4 separate regions of the Mus musculus genome follow, and regions 1, 2 and 4 are each linked to region 3. A link is a contact called in public Hi-C, HiCAR-type and HiChIP or PLAC-seq data. All regions are on one chromosome and are shown on one strand. The core of a region is the stretch at or near the end of the contact, and the rest is flanking DNA. Distances in the headings are between cores, read along the strand shown. Region 1 holds the start of Ppox (protoporphyrinogen oxidase). Region 2 holds the start of F11r (F11 receptor). Region 3 holds the start of Vangl2 (VANGL planar cell polarity 2). Region 4 holds the start of Dusp23 (dual specificity phosphatase 23).

Region 1 (3,284 bases), core at 618-3,117, 750 kb before region 3:
AGGAGGGGTGGGTGGGTAAAAGATTAAACTAGTACCCCTTGTACACAGTACCTCAGTTTGTCCTCAGGCTTTTTTTTTTCACCCTCTGAACCAATCAATGCTGCCCCTCACCTGCGCCCAGCAGCAGCCCCAGCAATATGGACCGGTGGGTTTGTTCAGCTTGGAAGAGACTGGGAAAGCAGGACCGGATGCTGAGCTCCCGGCTGTTGCCAGCAAATACTCCTCGGCAAAGACTGTCCATGGCTAAAGATGCCACCTTAAGAGTAAGACTGGGACTGAGGGACCAAGGAATAAGCCACCCTGACTGATTTCCATTGGCCCTGCTTGTGAGAGACTAAGGGAAGGAGAGAGTTTGGGTTGGAGATGTTCCCACTGTAACAAAAGGATGGGAAGGAAAGGAAGGCATTTATTCCCAACACTGGGTTTTGGAGATTCCAGCAATAGATAGTGGACATTCCTAAATGATTCAAGAGTCCCCGGGGTTAAGTCTGAGTTAGAGACTCAGCAACAGGAGGGGAAGAGGTTTGAGACCACCTCTGAGCAATGTCACCTCAGGTCCAAGGCGGCGCTGGGCAAAACTGTGCACAGTTTCATCAGGCTCTTTGCCCCTGGGCTTCAGCAACTCCCTCAGCCCAGCCCAAAACAGAGGTTTTGAGAAGGGGGGTGAAGGACGGAGTAGCCCCCTGCATGGAGGAAGGCATGGTTGAAAAGAAAACTCCCAGATTCACCTTTCAGAGGGTTCTTTTCAGCCATTAGACCCCCTGTGGCTGGAAGGCCTGACAGGGAGCGAAAGGGGGGTGTGTGTAATAGTGAGGTGTTACCTGAGGCCGGAGGGTAGAGGGTGCAGGGTACCGCCTACATACAGGAACCTGTTCTGGGCAGCTGGGTGATCCCCTCGGACAGGCAAGACTTCAGACTCCAAGCCAAGTTCAGAAACCTGTTCTCCACAAGCCCTCAGGAAGAGGAGAAACTAAGGAAAAACTGACCCAACGTTTTTCCTCTCTGCAACTCCGTCCCTTTGGAGAACTCTCCTCCACTACCTGTCCTACACATTCCACAAGACGCTCACCAGGAGCAGGGTCCGGGCTCCCAGGGCTCCAGCCGGCCTAATCCCTCGAGGTCCAAGTTCAAAGATCGCACCATCTGATCCTCGGATTGAGCGGATCCATCCTCCCAAACGCTTGCTGCCCTCCACTAAGATCACCTGGCGCCAAAAGTGAAGCACTGTCGCCACAGGGCAAAGGGACTGGGGGTCGGGGGAAGTGCATATTTCACGGAACAAAAATCTATGCAGCTTTTGCTAGAAATATCAAGAGTATTAAATGAGTCTTTCTCTGGTACTAGTGGGGACTCACCTTAGGAGGACTGGGGCCTCGGATCAGATGATAACTTGCGGCCAATCCACTGATACCTCCGCCAAGTACTATCACAGTCCGGCCCATCGTAAGGCCTGGGAAAAGGTCGAGATACCCCAGGAGAACGGGGCAGGGGAGCACTCTGTTTTACAACTGCAGAAACCCCCACTGGTCCCATACCCCACTTCTGGACACTTACTGATTTATGAGCAACTAATGCAGGGCGCGCGTGTACGTGCTGGTGGAAGAGTAAGGTCTTCGTTCTGAAGCCAGAACTTACCCACGAGATAGGGGGAACCCGAGAAAGTGAGTGACTGATAGAGGCCCTAGGAGCAGTCCATCCTGTCCGTGTGCAGATAAGGGCCACGCCCACGCTATCTCCCCAGCACAAACCCTTCGGAGGCCAGAATTCTACAGCACTCGGTTTTTCCAGCCTCAGGGGTGAGCAGGTTCAAGTCTGGTATCCCCGCCCCTAACTTTTAGGGTCCCTCCGACTCTCCGTCGATTCCTTTCTGGCGGCCTGCGTGACTGCGTTTCACTTTCTTGCTTCTTGATTGGAGGGTCTTGGAGTGCGGGTTCTGGATTGGTGAGCTCTGGATACATTCACCAATGAAAACACCATATTGGCAGTGACGCTACCAGAGGAGCAACAGCCGCTTTCGGAGTCAGTTCCGTGGAGCGGGTTAACCTGTTCGTGTCCTAATCGGAGTTAGTTGCAGTAACCGGCACTGCCTTCCCCAGGGACAGGACAGCGAAATCCTTGAGCATTCCCCAGCTCAAGCTTCCCAGGTCTGTGGTGAAAACCCTGGAGGTGGGAGAGCCCCACGAGCTTTAGTTAGGGAGAAAGAGAGAGACACTTGGAGGCCAGTCCGTGGGGAGAAGGCTCCATAAACAGCTCCTTGATGTTAGCAACAGACAGGGCCTACGGGAGCAAGGGCCGCCCGGCAACGGTACCAGTGTTTGTCAACAGGGGTTCTTGGATGCCTTGCCCTCGAGGGGCAGTACCCCTCTCAGGAAAAACCGGCGTGCCAATGCCTGCACTCTAGTTTCAGGCTTTCCCGCAACTTCACAGGTCTCAGGGTTTGTCTGCCTAGTTCCACTAAACTCAGTGTTTGGGTCCAAGGCTGGGGCCAGCTCAATCCCTGTTCTTTTCCTTCTGTTGTGAGAGCGCCCCCACCTGTCCAGAGACAGAATTGGGGCCCAGAAAGGCTCCAATTGAACCAAAATTCTAGATATCCATTCCCTCTTATCCACAAATACAAACATGAACATCACTTTTTTCTTAATAAATTTATTCACAAAAAAGTGAGATTGCAGAGGTTCTGGGGGCTGTACATGGTCAAGGGTCTGGTGGTTTCTGTACATGGGACAGGAAAACAAGGCGGAAGGGTACTTCTTAATAAAAAAAATAACGGGAGCTACAACCAACCCTCCTCCCCTCCCCGATTAAAAAGACACAAAAATAGACGTCTGTGAGGTAACTGGGGGCTTAAGGGTGTTGGGAAGGTTTTCACAGGTGCCAGGGCTTCAAGATGGTGTCACAGGCACCGAAGTGGTTCCTGCATCAATTGGTAGAACAGCACGTAGCCCTCACTGGATGCCACCTGATTTTCACTGACAGGGGAAACGCTGAGAAGAGAAACGGGACACGGCTGTGGTCAGTGGTCATTCTTGTAGATTCCCCCTCCATCCCACAAGACTCAGAGTAGCCAGGTGGAGATCAGGAGAGACTCTCCACCTATCCTTTGTCAGGAACTTATCTTTTCGGAGCTGGGGGGGGGGCGGTGGGAGGGGGCAGGAGTTGAACAAGAGGCTATTCTCACCGGGAGTCATTGTAGACATGCCAACCAGTCTGGCACCGGCACAGGGCTGTGTAGTGGCCATAGTGGACACTACCCGAGTGGTTGCAAAGGGCATACAGCTGGTAGA
Region 2 (3,226 bases), core at 279-2,778, 590 kb before region 3:
TTGGGGCCATATGTGAGTTGCAGAGCAGCCTGGGCTAAAGCAAGATCAGGCCAAACAAATGCCAAAACTGTGTATAAGTCTCAGTTTAGGACTTCAACTTTCTTTGAGGGTGAATAACAAGTTTGCCCTTGGCAGATACCCAAATATTTGTTTCAGTTTAGTAGTACAAAGTTTCTTTCTTGGTTACACACTGTCCTGTTTATTTTAACTGCCAACCTTGAAGTCAGAAATGTTGTTTTAATTTATTTATACTTTCCAGTCTCATCCAGGAGATGCTTGGTAAACTTGCTGATTGTTGTTGCTGTTGGTGGTGGTTTTTTGAGACAGGGTCTCACACTGCATCTCTGGCTGTCCTGGAACTCACAATGTAGATCAGGCTGGTCTTGAACTCACAAAGATCTACCTGCTTCTGCCTCCCCAGTGCCGGGATTAAAAGCATGGGCTACCAAGCCCAGTGTAGCATGCACTCTTAACTGCTAAGTCATCTCTCCAGCCTGTTTTATTTTTGAAATGGGGTCTCTTGTAGCTTAGGCTATTCTCTGATTTGCTACCTTGTCAAGGATAGCCTTAAACTCCTAATCCTGCTGTCCCTGTCTTTTACAGTCCTGGGATTACAAGCATAAACACTAGGTTGGGTTTTTTCCCCCTTTCTATCCTTCTCCTCCTCCCCTCCCACCCCCTTCCCTTCCTCTGAGAAAGGGTCTCATGAATCCCAGGCTGGTCTACGGCTTATTAGATACCTAAGGCTGAGCCCCCAATCTTTCTGTACTTACATACCTCTTGGCATAGCCATTTTTATAGGAAGATCCACAGTTTGAGGCCAGCCTCAGCGACATAGCTAGCCCTGGTCTAGAAAACAAAAGCTAATCCAAATGTAAGGCCCAGCAAAGGAGCTGCTGACATAGATCCTATGTGTATGTATAAAAGACATATTCCCAGTCCTCCCAAGAAGTATGGGTCAGCTTTTATTATCTGGATGCTTCCTGTATCCGTCTATGTAGGTTTCTTTTTGAGAGCAACCCAGTTTGGGATAGTCAAGATGTCTCTCTTGTCTCAACCCTCTCCCTACACCTTCCTATATTAATTTGTGTTTTTCACTTACCAAGGGGGAGGGGACCAAAGATTCTGCACCATCAAGCAATTGAAAAGTAATGGAAGAGAAATCAACCAAGCACATTCCTGCATCTCACAGGCAGTGACCTTACTCACCTTCTCTTTAGAGATGACTATCGAGGGCCTGGCAGTCCGAAAGGCTCTATCTGCATGCCTTGCTGCCCAATTGGGATGCCCTTACCTGCCGAAGAGGAGGCCTTGGTTTCTTTAAGCGACAGTCTCCTGGGCCAACCAGAGGTCTCTAGAGGTGAAAGCCACCAATCGGACTCAAGAAGGAGGAAAGTTCGGGGTTGCACCTGCGTACGGTGAGTCACTCATCGGAGCTCCCTCTCTTTTCACCAATCGGAACGCGGGGAAGCCGGGCGCCGCCCACCGGGCGTGGAGAGAAAGGCGGGCCGGGCTTAACCTGGCTGCTAGAGTCCAGCCCAGGGCAGTGGATCGCGAGGCTGTTCCCATTGGAGTTGCTGTGCCCGTCGCGTCGGGATTGTAACTGTAATGGGCACCGAGGGGAAAGCCGGGAGGAAACTGTTGTTTCTCTTCACGTCTATGATCCTGGGTGAGTTCCTAGAGTTTTTGGAGGATTAGGTGGGTCCGGGGAGAGGCTGGAAGAGGACGATCCCCACGCGCCGACGGGAAGGGAGGAGTCCAGAAACCTGCCTGCCTGCCTCGCCCTGGGAGTCCACTTTTCCGCCCGGGTCTGGTCACTCTCCGTTCCCCTCCCCCACCGGGAGACTGGCTGGCTCCCTTCGCCCAAGCCGGTGATCTGTGACCCTACCTCCCACTCGGTGCCGGGAGTACCCTCTCTGCGGAAGCACCAAAAATAACCCGGGAGGGTCCATGGTTCTGGGTCTCCCCTAACGACCCGAGGACCCTCCCCAAACCCAACTATTTCGCTAGCCGTTCTTCTCCATAGTATACGTCTGGGAAGGTCTATCCTGCCCTTCCGACATTCTCGGAGATCTCAGAGAAACCTTGAGCCTCTCACCCGGACTCCCTTGGCTCAAGTGCCCTAGAAGGAAATGTAATGAGGAGGGGGGTGGGCTGGGTAGGGAAGATTTCTTTTCCTGGCTTTTGTAGAAGGGTTTCTTCCTCTTGTTAAGTAGTAGACCTTCTGGGATTAATGCCGAGGTTCGGCGTCTGAAGAAGAAATGAATTCTCTAAAATTTCTCAGATTCAGAATTCCTTTCTTGACTAGGTAGCAAAGAGTCGTTAATTAAGGTTGTTGACGGAGTAAGGATTCCCTGGGGCAAGAGTAGGTCTATTGGTTGGCTGGATCTCCTTAGAGCCAGAACTCTGCCCTCCCCCTTGCCCGGAATGAGAGTTTTTTTGTTTCTTTGTCGACTCCTTTTCCTGAGAAACAGCCAGGCTCGCATGCTGGGGCATGACTATCTCGAGGTGTGTTTGTATGAGGTTGAGTGTGAGGTAGGTTGGTTTGTTCCCTTGGTCAGTGTGTGTCAGCACCTGTATATTTATCTGTCTCCTTTCCCTGCCGCCACCACCCTTCGGAGCCGAGGACCAAACCCAGGGACTTGGGTGTGCTATGTCTGGTTCCTGAGTGTCACACACTCCTGTTGTTGGAATGTGTTCCGTATGAATCTGTTTCCCTTCACGGTTAGTATTTTAGAGAGGATAAAGGAAATAAACCATTACAGTCAGTATCGCTGTCTTCTAAAGGCAGTTCGTTTTGGTAACCTTTTTGGAGAACAATCATAAGACTAAGTCCCCAAGATGGAGAGATGGGTCCCTTGTTTCTCATTACAACTGTAAAGCTTTGGAGTGGCCTAGACAATAGGTGAGTCTACTTCTCTACATTGTACAGATAAGGAAATTAATCTGTGGAGAGGAAATGACCTTCCCAGTTTTACAAGAGGGTAAGAAGCTGGGGATGGAACCAGAGCCCTCTGACTCCCATTCCTGGAGATCCAGCGTCTCAGGCATGAGGCATAAGAAGGATCTAAACTACTCTTTCAGAATCAGCTCTCTTGTTATTAATGAAATCCCTTCCACTAGAGTCTCTCACTTCACCTTTGAATTCTACTACTGTTTCTCCGTCCCCTCCTCCTTTCTTTGCCCGGCCATCACTTGTTTCATTTCTGTTCATATCTTAGATTGC
Region 3 (3,178 bases), core at 380-2,879:
AATCCTCACAGGGGTCTCACACACTCAAGACACTACCCTTGAATCTAGGCAGGGCCATTCAAATCCTGCAGACAGCCTTCCCTGTGGGCTTTCTGCCAGGAAAATCTGCCTGCAGAGACAAGAGGTACCCCCAATACACACTCAAAATACACACTAGCAAAGACGAGCACATATCCACAGCTATCCATCAGTACAGGTTACTCACAAGAGCACAGATTCACACACACACACTCACACCCCTTCCCACCACACAGGTGCATACACACCTACCCCATATATGCCTACCACCCATTCAGCTTTTATAAACCCACCTTCTCTAATACCTGCCCATCTCTTTCCCATAAGCCCCTCTCTCAGCACATACACACACAGACACACACCCCTTCCCTTGAGTATACACACAAATACATACCCAAATACACAGCAGATGTGTGTGGTCAGCTCTCTCTCTCTCTCTCTCTCTCTCACACACACACAGAGAGAGAGAGAGAGAGAGAGAGAGAGAGAGAGAGAGAGAGAGAGAGAGAAACATCTACACATCCAAACCCAGGGCCCACCTGCAGGAACACGCAGTACGTCAAAGCGTATATGCACACACACACACACACACACACACACACACACACACACATACACACACAAAACAAAGAATCATGCATACTGATCCCCCAACCAACCCTTTAAAACTCACTAATGCAGTGCTTAGGACCTTCGATGAGTAAATAGGACAAGGGACAAATATGATGTCGTTGGTTCCCCACACACACCCCAACACACATTCACCAGTATCGCCGCAAGTCCCATCCTTGGGCTACACACACACACTGCTGTGCGGGGCCATCTCTCAAGGATCCACTCTACCCCCTAAACACATACCTGCCCCTTCCTCCCCACACTCCAAAGGTGTGTATGCATCCCTACATACCTTCAGCTTCCAATACCTCCAGCCTCCGATCCTTCCACGGCCTCTCCCACCACCTCCAACACACGCTACCCAATCCCCGGCTTCAATGGGTTCCCTTGGGATCGTTCAGGCGCCCGCCCTGGGCCCCCCGGCCCAGGAAAGTCCCCGGCTCTTAAGGCCTGGGCTCCGCCCCTTCCCCATACGCCCCTTCCCCTCCCCAAAGTTGGGGTTACTCCGCTGTGCAGTGGAGGACAGACCGGAAGGGGGTGCCTCAAGCCCCCCTTCCCCCAGAAGCCATCCTGCTTTCTCCAGGGCCGGGCGCTCCCTGGTCTTTTGCATGGTTTCCTTCTTTTTTCTGTTGCTTTCTTTCTTTCTTTCCTTTTTTTTTTCCGCAAACTTTGCCCGCGCCCCCGCGGCCCGCCACTCACCCGCCACTGCGAACAGCCCGGTGGACTGGGCGCACGCCCCACTCCGCTCCGCGCCTTTGTATCCGCAGCGCACCCGGTCTTTCCGAACTCCGCGCTCCAGAACCGGCAGCGCGGGCGATGGGGGTTGACGAGGGGGGCTCCTGAGGTCGCTCACCCCGGCTCCGTCCCAGACCACTCGCCTGTTTCCCCCTCGAGGCCCCGGGGGCAGGGGGCCGGAGGGGACTGCAGGGCACTCAGGCTCCCATGGCGGGACCCAGAACCAAGCAATCGGGGATCAGGAATCAGATCTGGAGCCGGCGGCGGAGGGGGAGGGGACCAGAGGGGGAGGGGACCAGAAGGGGGCAGGGGGCGGGGAGAGAGCTCCCAGGTGCCGCCTCCCGGCTGTTCCCGCAGCCGCCGCCCCTCCCGCTGCTGCGTCCATTGTCTGCGGCCCGGCTCTTCCCCGAGTCGCGGCACCCCCAGCCCTGCGCCTGGCCATGCCCTGCGCCCTCTGGATCCTGGGAATCCGCTCCTGGCTTCCAGACCTGGCCAGGAAGGTGTGCTCGAAGCTGCCTCGGCTCTTGGCTTTGGTCCAGCCCGCAGCCCCTCTTGGAGCTGTCTTCTTCGACCCCCGATTGAAAACCTTTCCCCTAGGCCCTGATGTTGGCCATATTCTCTTCTTTAGAACCACAAACCTGGTCTCACAAACTCCAGTGGAATCTGAGACGTGGGGAAGATTGGTCCCCTCCGGCCTAGAACTGCGAAAAGGGTCATCCCTGATATTAATTAGTGACAAGAGACAGGCCCCTCTCCCATGTATACGGTATTTCCCTGACACCATACCCCTCCTTCTTCCAAAAATAATTTAATTACTCGGTGTTCTAGCTGTGAGCGAAGACCGCCTAGTCAGACTGGGACGCTCACTCATTAACACGTTTTCCTCCCCTCTGGTTTGAGTGTTGGGATTAATTACAAAGGGAATCCTGCCCTAGGGGAGAGGGGGAGGGGGAGAAGACGAGGGCCCGCGACTTGGGGCACCAGAGGAGAGGGGGGCCTTCTCCCAGGAAGCCTAGAGAGAGAGGAAAAAAAAAAAAAAACCCGGGTGGATGCGGAACTCCAAAACTTTTGGCTAATTTAGCTTTGCAGGTAGGACCCAGGGAATGTAGGCTAGAATAAAATATCTGGCACATTTAGGGCATTTCCAGTTCAGAGCACACTAAGAAACAAACCAGTTAGAGTTGCTAAAGTGCCTAGGAACCCAACAGGGACGAGCCCACCATAAAGTAGCTGTGGGAAGGCCAGGTTGCCCTCGGAGTGAATGAAAGCAAAAGTATTATTACATTATTACATTGCTGCTAGTACTATTTACCTTGTAACCTGCCACTTACCTAGAACAGTGCCGCTTCAAAAGCATCTTCGAACACGTTTCCACACCCCCACCATCTCCACCTTCCAATTCTGATACCTGCCCCTCCCAACCCTGTGATTAAGAAATCCCAGAGAAGGCGACTCCCAGTCTCTGTTCCTTTCTCTAATGGAGTCTTCCCTAAAACTCAGGCACATCTCTGTTATACATTCGAACCAGTCCCCAAATGAGGACAGATTGTCTTTGTCCGCATATGGCTGTTCAAAGGTGAAGAAGCTAAACAAACGCTGCTTCCCTTCAGCTCTGCCCAAACCCTTGTTTCTCTCCAGCCACTGTTCCCGCATATTAGCAAAGAACTTAGCGTTAAGACGACGTGAATGAAATACAGTCATAGTTTCAAGTACCACAGTCTCTGCAAACACAATGACCTTCCTTCACCTACGTCTGTCATGTGCCAGGCACTGGACTGCTCTGGGGGTCCTGTAACCACACCAGGAATGC
Region 4 (3,407 bases), core at 24-2,523, 610 kb after region 3:
TCCTGGTCGCAGGCGCCGGATCTCAGCAATGGCATCTCCTGCGGCCAAAGCCCGCTCCTTCACCAAGTAGCAGGCTAGCATGGTGCCAGTGCGGCCAAAGCCTAGGGCACAGTGCACTCCAACAGCCTGTGAAGTGGAGACTGATGGAGTAGAGTCCAATGCCCTCCCCAATACTCCCCTGTCCTCACCCCACACATCACAGGCTCTCCAAGAAGTGACATCAAAGCTGTGGGAGGACAGGTGACTAGGAGGCCTCTGGAATGGCTGGTTCCAACTTGGGCTCTCAGCCTACATCGCCTGGCCTCTATCCTGTGCTGTCTTGTATAGTACATCCAGCCACTTGTGGTGCTATTTTTCCTGAAATGTGTCAGTCCAAACTGAGCTGAGGTGCAAAATACTTACCAGGCCCTGAAGATGCGGCATGAAAAAGACTGGACATGCCTCATTAATAATTTGTTTCATATTGATTCTATGTTGAAATAATATTTTTGACTTATTGGATTAGTACAAAATTAACTTCACCTGCTTCTTTTTCATCTTTTTCGTTTTTTGTTTTTGTTTTTTTTTTAAAACGTAGCTGCTAGTAAAATTTAAAATTACAAGTGTGTCTCTATGACATTTGGACCTCTAGTAAAAGGGCTTTGAACTGATTCCGTCTGACATAGGCGCTCCCTGGACTCCTGGAAGGATTTCACTTGACAGTACTCTCTCTCCAGCCTACTTGGCACCACCTCTCCTAGCAGCATAGTTGACTTTAGTCAGGGAGTGGGTCCATCTAGCTCCCACCCCACTTAGCCCTGTCACCCCCGCCCCCAACCCCAGGCTCTCCCACTCTTTTCGGACTCCAGCTCCGGCCCCGCCCACTCATTTCCTTCCAGGCCCCGCCCTCTCGCTCTGGCTCACGAGCGTGCTGACCTCTCCCCGGGCATTGGCCTCGTCCACGATCTTCACAAATTGGTCGATCTGTTCCGGGGACGGCGGGCAAAAGTCAGGGATGCGCATTCGGTGCAGCGTGAGGCCGGGACAGCTGTCACTGTGAGGGGGTCCGCGCTCCGTCAGGGACACCAGGTGCCGCACACCCTGGTCCAGCAGGAACTGGTAGTGCGCGGGCAGCCGGGGCAACGCCAGTCCGGCCAGCCGTCCCGGAAGCACCCAGGAGAAGTTGGGGGGTTGCACGCCCATCGTGGGGGGAGTTTACTCAGGGCGAGGCTGGCCTTTCCTACTCTGCCGGGAGATTGGGTCACCCCCCCTCTGGGGCTGGATTCCGTCCCCGCTCAGCACTTGCCCTAGCGGGCCACGTAGTCTCTTGGACCCTCCCCCGTGACGCTCCTCCCCACCCAGGGTTGGCTGAACAGCGGGGGCGGGGCTAAGACGGCTCCAAGGCAGGCAGAGAAACCCTACAGCCCAACGGACGCGAGCAGGGCACTCGTTGATAGGCTGGGTAATCAACAACAAGCGTGATTATTGCAGCGGGGAGTGAAGGCACTAAGGAAGCCTGGAACCAATTAATTGCTCCTGTAGAGAAAACAGCCCAGGGCTGGGCTCTGCTGCTCCCTGGTGGTGCGTTGGAGCTACTGCATCGTGGGCCAGCCGCCTAACGGCCTGGTCTCTTCATAGTTTTTATACAAGGGGTTTAAATAGTGATAGAAAAATCTACTTCTGCCTGGGCGCGGGTGTGAGTAGGTAATCTCTTCAATGACCAAGCAGTCATGGTTGCTGTCTTCTTGAGTTCTTGAAGTAAGAGGGAACTACTATGTCCCAGACAATAGAAAGTTTTATTTTTCTACTGCCGACAGTAGTTAAAGGATGGGGGGTGGGGAAATATGTGGCACTGGAAATGGTACTCAGGGTAATATAGTAACCACTATCAACAACATAAGGGTTAACAACATTTAAGCTTTTGCTTTGTGTTAGGTACTTGTGCAAATACTTTTTATATATGTTAATTAATCGCCATAAGGTAGGTGATCACAGTAACCCCATTTTAGAGATGAGAAAACTGAGGCACCGAGGAAGCTAAGGAAGATACCATTCTCCAGAATCTCTCTCTCTTTTAAAAAAATGTTTATCTTATGTATATGAGTGCCCTGTAGCTGTCTTTAGACACACCAGAAGAGGGCATCGGATCCCATTACAGCTGGTTGTGAGCCAACTTGTAGTTGCTCAAATTTGAACTCAGGACCTCCGGAAGAGCAGTCAGTACTCTTAACTGCTGAGCCATCTCTCCAGCTCCGAAATCTTGTTTTAAAAATTATTATTATTTTTATTTTATGTACATTGGTGTTTTGCTTGCATGTGTATCTGTGTGAAGGTGTCAGGACTCCCGGAGCTGGAGTTACAGACAGCTGTGAGCTGCCGTGTAGGTGCTGGGGATGGAACCTCTGGAAGAGCAGCCAGTGCTCTTAACTGCTGAGCCATTGTTCTGTCCCCCTCTCCAGAATCTTTTAATGGCACACTTTCCTACAGTCATCCAGGAAATGACAGTGTTACACAGCCATCTTCACATTCTTCCAAACATTTTGTGTTTAAAACCCTGGGTATTTTCTTAACCGGGGGCCTAGGGACATACTGACCTAAGCCCACAAGACCTGGGTATGAAGACATCCTACCCTCCCTTGGTTGCTGGTCATTAGGGTGAAAATCTGGGCCTTGGGAGCCATAACAAGCCAAGATGGGCTACTTGTCTCTTCAATGGGCCAATTAAATAAACCTGCTAGTGAAAGCGGGAGGTGGTTTATTCAGTGTGCTACATTAGTGAGAGAAACAAGGAGGTCCAGTCCCTACCACCCAAGTCTATCTTTAGGGTCCTGGTATGAGGATTAGGCTTAGGTAGAAGGTAAGAGTTATGTATAACTGAGTGTTCCTGGTCAAGGTGTGGTTCTCCATGCCCCCCTTCACCCTAGCCTCTGCTTTCGTCTCTCATACAAGGAGACAAGTTCCCCATCTCTCAAACACCAGGCTCCCAGTCTTTCCCTTCTCCTGCGTGAGGCTCTCGGGGGAAATTCCAGGATCGTGGAGTCCATTGTTTCAGCAACCGGGCAGCGGGAGGGCTGTCCACGGCATCAGCAAAATGGAAGGATTTCTCCTTTCCGAGGTGGATTGCCTGCTCTGGCTCAGTGGGAACGAACCTTGACGGCAGACAGCTGTGTCTGGAAGTAACATTTCCAGGAACTGTCCGTGTGGGCAGATCACTTCTTGGGTTCTCTGCTTTCTCTGTCTACCTTCCACGTGTCAGGGAAGAACTTTCCACGTCTCTCCTCGCCCTTCCGTGCACGTCTCTTATCTCCTTCCTATCCAGCTCCAAGCCTGTCTTCTCCAGTGGGAGGCAGACTCTCTTCTCTAATGAGCCCCTAGGCTGCTCTCAGTGTGTCCTCTCTCCTGTGGGTCTCTGAGGCTGAAAGGTCGTC

What was found. A called contact is a pair of places that touch in the nucleus more often than the background predicts. HiCAR-type assays count read pairs that join an accessible place to other places. HiChIP or PLAC-seq counts read pairs in DNA pulled down with a chosen protein or histone mark.
Region 1: a contact with region 3 is called in a HiCAR-type map of astrocytes, with 2.8 times the contacts expected there. The contact joins the promoter of Ppox here to the promoter of Vangl2 in region 3. A contact is called at or near these places in 2 of 39 promoter capture datasets (cranial neural crest and hippocampal neurons), 1 of 115 datasets of contacts at active chromatin or transcription factors (astrocytes) and 2 of 9 other capture datasets (adipose tissue and pancreatic islet).
Region 2: an H3K4me3 HiChIP or PLAC-seq map of embryonic stem cells shows a contact between it and region 3, with 8 read pairs. The contact joins the promoter of F11r here to the promoter of Vangl2 in region 3. A contact is called at or near these places in 3 of 39 promoter capture datasets (hippocampal neurons, neural stem cells and pre-B cells) and 2 of 115 datasets of contacts at active chromatin or transcription factors (astrocytes and embryonic stem cells).
Region 4: a Hi-C map of muscle stem cells shows a contact between it and region 3, with 3 times the contacts expected there. The contact joins the promoter of Dusp23 here to the promoter of Vangl2 in region 3. A contact is called at or near these places in 2 of 39 promoter capture datasets (3T3-L1-derived adipocytes and pre-B cells) and 2 of 484 Hi-C or Micro-C datasets (muscle stem cells and uterus).

What each region holds. Positions count from the first base shown.
Region 1 is chr1:171,279,319-171,282,602 of GRCm38.p6, forward strand. Ppox (protoporphyrinogen oxidase) reads right to left here and starts at 1,868. Exons shown (of 13, transcript NM_008911.2): 1 at 1,555-1,868; 2 at 1,356-1,450; 3 at 1,070-1,204; 4 at 822-937; 5 at 551-683; 6 at 112-256. The coding sequence starts at 1,442. It overlaps Usp21 (ubiquitin specific peptidase 21), which reads right to left. Exons shown (of 13, transcript NM_013919.4): 12 at 3,179-3,284; 13 at 2,631-2,984. The coding sequence ends at 2,894.
Region 2 is chr1:171,436,033-171,439,258 of GRCm38.p6, forward strand. F11r (F11 receptor) reads left to right here and starts at 1,529. Exons shown (of 10, transcript NM_172647.2): 1 at 1,529-1,669. The coding sequence starts at 1,609. Gm26641 (predicted gene, 26641) reads right to left here and starts at 1,290. Exons shown (of 2, transcript NR_151523.1): 1 at 1,210-1,290.
Region 3 is chr1:172,025,666-172,028,843 of GRCm38.p6, forward strand. Vangl2 (VANGL planar cell polarity 2) reads right to left here and starts at 1,630. Exons shown (of 8, transcript NM_033509.4): 1 at 1,333-1,630.
Region 4 is chr1:172,631,701-172,635,107 of GRCm38.p6, forward strand. It overlaps Dusp23 (dual specificity phosphatase 23), which reads right to left and starts at 1,274. Exons shown (of 2, transcript NM_026725.2): 1 at 916-1,274; 2 at 1-126. The coding sequence starts at 1,182. Gm35601 (a long non-coding RNA gene) reads left to right here and starts at 1,280. Exons shown (of 5, transcript XR_001779542.2): 1 at 1,280-1,441.